3 separate regions of the Gossypium hirsutum genome follow, and regions 1 and 3 are each linked to region 2. A link is a contact called in public Hi-C data. All regions are on one chromosome and are shown on one strand. Each heading gives the region's core, a stretch centred on a gene start, on an enhancer-like site or on the middle of the called end of the contact. The rest is flanking DNA. Distances are from core to core; before and after follow the strand shown.

Region 1 (2,700 bases), core at 120-2,619, 270 kb before region 2:
ATCTATCTCCTACTATAAGGGCCTCCATGGTACTTTACATAATCCTACTCATCCTCTAATTCCACATCACTTACATTAAAAAAAATTTAAAAAAGCCAAATAATTACTTAGTAATACAGCTGAATGGAATTTTTAACAGAATGATCTATTTGTACTTTTCTTCCTAATGTACAGGGGCTAATGTGTCGTCTTCTTCTTGTTCTTCATTTTTTTTTGTAGAAGAATAAAATGCAATCAGACTTTTAGTATAGGGGCATCCATTGCACTTTTACCAAAATTATACGTTAAATTAATATTATTATACTTAATTGTTCTATTCATCTCTAGTGCATGGAATAAAAATAATACACTTTGATAAACCATTGGAAATTTTTATTTTATTTTTGAATATTTTCATTTCATTGAAAATGAAATTTTTTAGCATTTATTATTTCAAATGTGTTGAATAATCAATTTTAATCTTTTACATAATATAAAATTTTCAGTAAAAAATAAGGTTGAATAAGATAAGTAAGTTGTACTTATCGCTTAAGCTAGAAAAGTATTAAATCGGTTTTATTTTATTAAAAATTAAAATGAAATATCTCTTTAAAAATGAGATATTCAAAATACTATATTTATCTTTTATCTAAAACAATTTAAAATAATATAAATATTATATTAATAAAATTAATAATTAATAATTAACAATATTTTAAAAATCAATATTTATATTTATCAAACATCACAATTATATTTAATAGTTATATTTACTAATTTATCAAATAATATTCTAATATAAATTCATCACTTATAAAATTTAAGAGTAAAATTTCAATACTTAAAATTTTAATTATGGCATCATTTAAACCTAGTAGGAGTTTCATTATTCCACTAACAATGGCCGTGTATAGGATACTTTAGTAATAATTATACAATACCTTTGACCCGTATGCTACCAACATAAGCAGAATCTCCCAAAAGATGCAGAGAATTGAGGGAGAGAAGCGCGTAAGAGTGGGGTGCATGATTAGTTTCCTACGGTGCACACTCACCGTAACTGCCAAATAACGCCTATTTCTCTCTTATATCTCGTCCGCTGATTTTGGCGGCACCAAAACCGCGACTCTCATCATCACCTTCTCTTTTCCCGCTTTTTCACTCCTCACAACTGAAATCTCTTTTTAGGTCATTTTGGTTTAGTTGGATTCTTTAGATTTTTTAAATTATTTATTATACTCAATTTGATTTTTAATATTTTATATTATTTTTAGTTTTAAATTTCTATAATTATTCGACAAAATGAACGTCTTTTGAATATTATTTTAAATATAAAATACTTATTTTTACGCCATAAAAATTAAAATGATTTATAAAGTAAATAAAAAAATTAAATTGGGGACTCCCCATTCTCTAGGATTTTCCTTAATCTCCTCAGACGTGTATTCAACACTCTACATATATACTACTAGTTGTAGCCTTGTAGGAAATAAACGACCAAACCCATGTTTTGTTTTTCTTCTTTTGGTTGAGATTTGAAGTCCACAGACAAATGGGGGAGTTTGAGAGTTACTTTTCTTGCTCTAATCTCTTGTTTCAAGAAACTGAAGAAGAAGTTTCTTTTTCTGAAACAGAAGCTGAAGACGATGAAAATCTTTACTTGAATGATAAGGATGATGATGATGAATATATTGAGAAGTTGATTCAAAGAGAAACTTCTTGTATCTCTGATTATCCCATTACCATTCGAAACAAATGGCCGCAATGTGCTCGCTTGAATGCTATTGAATGGATGTTTAATGTTTGTATTTTTTCTGATTTTTCTTTATTTATTATTTTCCTTTTTAGTAGGGATGGTTCGATGAAACATTTTTTTCTTTGATCTAGACAAGAACACTCTTTGGGTTTCAAATCCATACAGCATATCTGTCTGTAATGTACTTGGATCGATTTCTCTCAAAGAAATCCATTGATGTAAGCCCTTTTTTTTTTCTTTTATTGTTCAAGCAATGGTCAAATGAAAGGTTTCTCGTTTGTGTTTGTAACAATGTATTTTTGGATGTTAGGATGGGAAGTTGTGGGTTATTCGATTGTTGTCGGTGGCGTGTTTATCATTAGCAGCAAAAATGGAAGAGCGCAGAGTACCTGTTTTATCAGAATATCCTACACAAGATCACTTTGAAAACAAAGTGATTCAAAGAATGGAGTTATTGGTAGTCAGTACTTTGGAATGGAAGATGAGTACAATCACGCCCTTTGCTTATTTATCTTACTTCATCCATAAATTTTATGGTGAATCTAAACCTAAAGGATTAGTCTCAAAAGCTCTGCATCTTATTGTGCTTATGATGAAAGGTAATTCTAAAAATCCAGCTTTGAATGTAGTTATGAACTTAGCTTTGTATGCTTATGTTTACGAATAGATCTTTTTGATGTGCAGAAATCAATTTGGTAGATCATCGATCATCGGTTATTGCTGCAGCTGCGGTGTTAGCCGCTTCTTCTGATAAAAGATTAACAAGAAAAGCAATGGAGCTCAAGATGAATTTCATTTCATTCTGGGGATCTCTAGAAATTGTGAGCGATTCTGTGTTATATTTCCCTCTTATTTATATGACTTCAACACTATACTAATGACAATCATGCAATTGAATTTGATAACAGGAAAATGTATTTTGCTGCTATAATATGATGCATGAAATAGAGATGAGGATCTGTAAG
Region 2 (2,700 bases), core at 85-2,584:
ACTTGAAGGTAATTTATGCATATTATCCTACTTATTTCGAGGGAAGATTGATTGTAATTTATATAGTATGTTAGCAAGTATCAATTGCTTATATATTTAAAAACTTGTATAGGTAATGTACTGAAATAAAAGCACATTCTTATTCATTGAGGAGCATTTCTTTAAGTGCATTGAGTGAAATGATTAAGTGTGTGACTTGACTAATGTCTTTTCATAGGAAAATTTAAAGGGAGCTTGTCTAAATCTTAGGTACAAAAGTGAGAAGTCTAAATCGGTGAGAGTTAGAGTTTGAAAGCAATTATTGTACAAGATGCTAAGATAGTCGGTATTTTCTTTGGGCAAGACCTCATAGATGCAGGGAACTTGAACTGCATATCTTTTTTCTACATTGTTCATTTTTGTTTCCTAAAGTGGTTGGAACTACTCTTAGCACTACTCATTTTTTGCCATTAAATATCAAATTTGAATTAGATAAATAAATTAAAGGGTAAATTACACCCAAGACCATTAAACTATTAAAAAGTTTACTTCTTGTTCATTCGGCTTCAAAAATTTGCAAAATTGTCACTGAACAATTCATACTAGAATATGTCAAAGGTTTTTTTTTTTAGTTTTAATTTTTCATATACTTTAAGAATTATAATCTTATATGCATACTAGAATATGTATCATTAAAAGAAGAATCAAGGTAATCATAGATGCCAAGTATCATTAAAACAACATGTCTCATTAGTGTGTTAGGGTTAAATCTCAGTATTATACATTTTTCTTTAGAATACTAAGAGTAGAGGATATGGATAGCATGGTTTAAACCCATGCTAAACAGATATTTGATAAGAGCTTTAATCACTGCTCCATTCAAGTCAAAACATCTCAATATTATACACGAAATTTTGATTCAATATGTAATTTAGTGCATGAATTTTAATTTAGTCCAATCAAACACATGAAATTTCTGTTTCAGTTTAATTGTATGTATTTAAATAAATACATCAATTTATTTTTATATTAAATAAATATAATTATTTATATATGTAACTATATAAATATTATATAAATAATTATATTATTAATTCATAAAATTTGAATCAAGTAAAAAACATATATACAAAATTACATAAAATCAAAATTAGTTAAACTCATAACCCATAACCTTCAATATTTGTACAGGGAAACAGTCAAATTTAAACATTACTTTTTATTATTTAAAATATATGATATTGGACACTTAAGATGTCTTGGTGTAGTTGATTATCATGTCAGTTTAACACATTGAAGGTCTCCGGTTCGAGTCCGGGTGACGTCAAATTTTTTAATTTAAAGACGTTTTAGACGATCACGACGGGGGCCAGCTTTGATCAAACCCATATCCCACGTGTACTCCTTGTTGGGTTCATGCCAACAGACCAAGCTACTTTCTATTTCTATTTCGGGATAGTGGATTATTTTTTTGGTTCAAAGGAATAGCATATTCTTTCTTCTTTTTTTTGTTCAAAGAAATTGTGTTTTTGTTTTTGTATTAAGTATTGTTATAGATTTATTATTATAAATTTATTTCCAATAAATGCATATTATGTTTTTATGAGTTAATATTTTTTTATATATTTTTATTTATGTTGCATTTATTTTGTTTTTCGTGTGCATTCTAATTATGTTTTTTTAACATTATGTATTATTATGATTTAATTTATAAAAAGTTTTTGTTCACAACGATTTAATTTTAAACTATTCAAATAATTTCTCACTATAATTTAATTTTAAACAAATTATTACTTAATTTTTATTTTGTTTTTAAATTTAATATATTTATAAATCATATATTTAAAAGAGTTGAATAGCACTTGTCTTCAACCTACTGGGAAAAAATGTTTAGAAATTAAAATTATTTAAATAATTATTTGATTCATAATCCATACTCAATTTCTTTGCATTTTTTATTTTTAAATTATATATTAATCTACACAATTAGTCACCAATTGATTTGCATTATTTATATTTAGGGATTTCATTCAAGGAATAAATCATATATAGTTTTCATTTCAATTTTTTGTGTATTATGTTTTAATCTTCTCGTAACATAATTTTATTGTATTTAAATTTATTTTATATCTTACGTACACTAAAAAAAATATCTCTAAGACGACACTTTTGGACCGACACTTTTCTAAGTGTCAGGATAGACTTGTTGACATATGTTTTGATCAACTCTTTGTATAAGGGTCGGGATATGCATGTCTAAGGCAACACTTAAATAAGAGTCGACTTTATCCAATACTATGTTGACTTTTGTTATACCTTTTCCAACTATATAAAAGTGTTGTCATATGAAAAGCCTAAGACTCTTTTTGGACTACGCCGACCCCTTTTTTTGTATCATTTAAATTTGTACCTTTAAACAACTTTTTTTGTGTGTTAACAAAATCTAATCATATCCCAACTTTTTAGGAAGAGTTGAGAAAATGTTAATCTATCCCAACTTTTATTATCATCGGCCAAAATATTTTATCTAACCCAACCTTTTTTGTGTTGCCTTTGTCTACTCATGATTTATCCCAACCTTTTTTTTTCATACCTGCATTGTTTATTACCGTTTTGTCCAAAATTTGGGAAGATTTGAACAAATAAAGTTCAAAATATAAGCTTAAACAAAAAATGCAAATCAAAATTAAAAATGAACTGTGGGAGTTTCCAAATCTATGC
Region 3 (2,700 bases), core at 29-2,528, 490 kb after region 2:
GATCGTTTCTAAAAATAATAATGGGTATGGACCGAAAACCAAAATACTTATTGGCATGGACGCGTTTTTAGGGGATAACCCAGAAAAATACATCCACGTCAGCGCTTTTTTTCTTGTGTCAGGCAAAAGCGCGCTAACATGAAAGCGCTTTACTAAAAAGTGCTAATGAAGACACGCTGTTGGCTGTGTTTTCCCCCAATGGTCACCTCTAATGATCATTTAAAAATCTGACCATTGGGTCTCCGAGGAAAAAAAAAGTATAAAACCCCCAACCCATTTTTTCACACCAAATTTCATTATTTTTCCAAATCTCTCTAAATTTCTCAAAAAAGCTCTCAAAGATCTCTATTTTTTATTGATTTATTTTTGTTTGAATTATTATTAATTTTTTTTAATTTTTAAGAAATTTGATCGTATTAATAATGGCCTGGCAATTAATTCATCTCGATGATAAACATATCTCCGCTGACCAAATGCAAATGGTAAGGGTTAATTTCAATTTTTAATATTATTTAAAATTTTAAATTTCTTAAACAATTAAAAATCTAAGCCCCTAATTTAAAATTTCCTAAACCCTAATCAAACCTCAAAACCCTAAACCTAGGCCTTAATTAGCAAATAACCCATTAGAAATTACACAGCCAAAAACGTGTGCACGTCAACGTGCTTTTGCCTGACACAAGGAAAAAAATATTGATGTGAATGCGTTTTTTTTGTATTATCTCCTTAAAACGCATCCATATCGGCATGTTTTTAAGTTTTCAGTTTATACCCATTACTATTTTAAAAAACGGCCCATTTCCGTAAATAATTTCAAAAATGAGCCTTTATTGGTACTAAACCTAAGTTTTAAAGATATTTTAATTTTCTGTTTAAAAAATATTTTAATTTTAATAATTTTAAATTCATTAATTTGCTGGTAATATATTACTCCAAATAACCATTTGAACGTATAAAAAGAAAACAACCAAATTCAAAAATTCAAAAATTTTCGAGTAATTTTGGTCAGCCCGATGTATGAGTAGGCCTGCTGGTCAGAGCACTAAAAAACATAGAAAAAGTTGGAATAAAAGGAAATAGTAAATACTAGTCACATCAAATATAAAAAATTGCTCCTCGTGAAGCTGCTCTCCACCGTCTGATCCCTTCACTCGTCCCCACACTCTGCCACCCATTTTTGTTTTTTCCTTTCACTTCATGTGTCCCGGACCCCACCACCAGTTTCCTTTTCCATTCCCTCTGTCTCTGTGTAACCAAACCGGCGTCGTTTTTGTATTAGGAGTAGCAAATACATTATAGTATGTTTGGGGTGCAATGGTGACTGCAAAAAAGCTCACTTCCCACACCAATTCACAGTCCTTATGTTCATTGGTTCCCACTTCCCACGCGTCCCAATGCGCAGTAGGAAAACAAAATGACCCTTCTCTTTCAATGTACATGTGCAGTAATAATACTTTAAAAGAAAAAAGAGAGAGGATGTACTGTAATAAATCTCGGGCACCAAGATTTTGCAGATATCTTCCTGCATAACTTGCTTGAACCCTTCAGTTCTTTTAAGTTCTGTGGTCTTGTACTCTTTGAGTTTGGTGACAAAGAATATAGAAAAATAGGTAGTTTTGTGTTTTTTTAACTTTGAAGCCTGCAATCCATCCATGGTGAACATATTCTTTTGTTCACATTGAAGATCAAAGCCCCACTTCTTATAACTTGCACGGGGACTCAGAGGGGGAGGGAGGGAGTGAGAGACAGAGGGTGGGGTTTAAAGGGTTTTTCAGAGTTTTCAAGAGGTCCCAACTGTTCCAACTCCATCCCAACCCAACCCAACCCAACCTCATTTTCAGATCTTTATTATTGTTGAAAAAAAAATGTTGAAGATGGAGTTAATGATCACTTGCTTTTTCTTTCTCTGTTTTCTGGGTCTTACTGGTATGTTAAAGTATAAAATTTGAAAACCCTAAACCCTATATACTGTTTTCTCTAAATGTTTCATCTTCATTTCAAAATGTGGGTTCTCTTTGTTCTACTTTTTCATCTCTTGAAAACATTTTTATGCGTTTTTTTTTCTTTTGCAGGCGCAGGTCAAGAATCTATTGAATACCTTAGGCTTTATGACACAACTCCGGAGGATGCATTACCTCACGGTGATGTTCCTATAGCAGTTGCTGTGAATGGAAATGTTCTCAGAGAGGTTTCTAGCAGTGTTTTGAAGGCTGAGAGTTGGGTCAGGGTTCATGCTTTAGCTCACTTTCCAGCTGCCAAAATCACTACCATTCTTGTGGGTGATACTATTCTTTGTCAAAATGGTAAAGGAGAAGAAGACAGTTTGGGTTTTTTACTACCATCCCTCAAGAACATTTATCACTCTCTTACAAGGTGGGGTCTAGAGAAAGACATCAAAGTGTCGGCTGTTTTTTCTTCCGATTGTTTGATGCAAAACTCTGTTGTTTTTACTGATGATTTGGGTAAGAAGGTGGTCAAATCTCTGTTGGAGTTCTTCCAAAATACAAACTCCACTTACTCCATTGTTGCTTCTCCAAATTTGTCTTCCTCTTTGCATGAAACATTGGTTTTACTCTCCTCCCACCTGGATTTCATGAAAAGGGTTGGATCTTTTGAGCTTAGAAAGGTCAATGTCGTATTCCCCAGTCAACAACTGAAAAAACCCATAAGCAGGAAGCTGTCAATGATGGATTCCAAGTT

What was found. A called contact is a pair of places that touch in the nucleus more often than the background predicts.
Region 1: a Hi-C map of leaf shows a contact between it and region 2, with 2.1 times the contacts expected there. The contact joins the promoter of LOC107957144 here to the enhancer-like site in region 2. A contact is called at or near these places in 2 of 34 Hi-C or Micro-C datasets (both in leaf).
Region 3: a Hi-C map of hypocotyl shows a contact between it and region 2, with 2.2 times the contacts expected there. The contact joins the promoter of LOC107925808 here to the enhancer-like site in region 2. A contact is called at or near these places in 2 of 34 Hi-C or Micro-C datasets (hypocotyl and leaf).

What each region holds. Positions count from the first base shown.
Region 1 is chrA12:40,536,331-40,539,030 of Gossypium_hirsutum_v2.1, reverse strand. LOC107957144 (cyclin-D5-1) reads left to right here and starts at 1,369. Exons shown (of 5, transcript XM_016892578.2): 1 at 1,369-1,780; 2 at 1,867-1,953; 3 at 2,046-2,334; 4 at 2,420-2,556; 5 at 2,644-2,700. The coding sequence starts at 1,532.
Region 2 is chrA12:40,268,960-40,271,659 of Gossypium_hirsutum_v2.1, reverse strand. No RefSeq gene overlaps it. Among protein-coding and RNA genes, the nearest start is that of LOC121211876, 14 kb to the right of the region's middle. Within about 2 kb of position 1,334, at least 3 of the 9 cell types and tissues checked have an H3K27ac peak or open chromatin away from gene starts, as enhancers often do. A contact at or near this core is called in hypocotyl and leaf, where this site is marked.
Region 3 is chrA12:39,780,913-39,783,612 of Gossypium_hirsutum_v2.1, reverse strand. It overlaps LOC107925808 (glucan endo-1,3-beta-glucosidase 1), which reads left to right and starts at 1,278. Exons shown (of 3, transcript XM_016856529.2): 1 at 1,278-1,926; 2 at 2,073-2,700. The coding sequence starts at 1,866.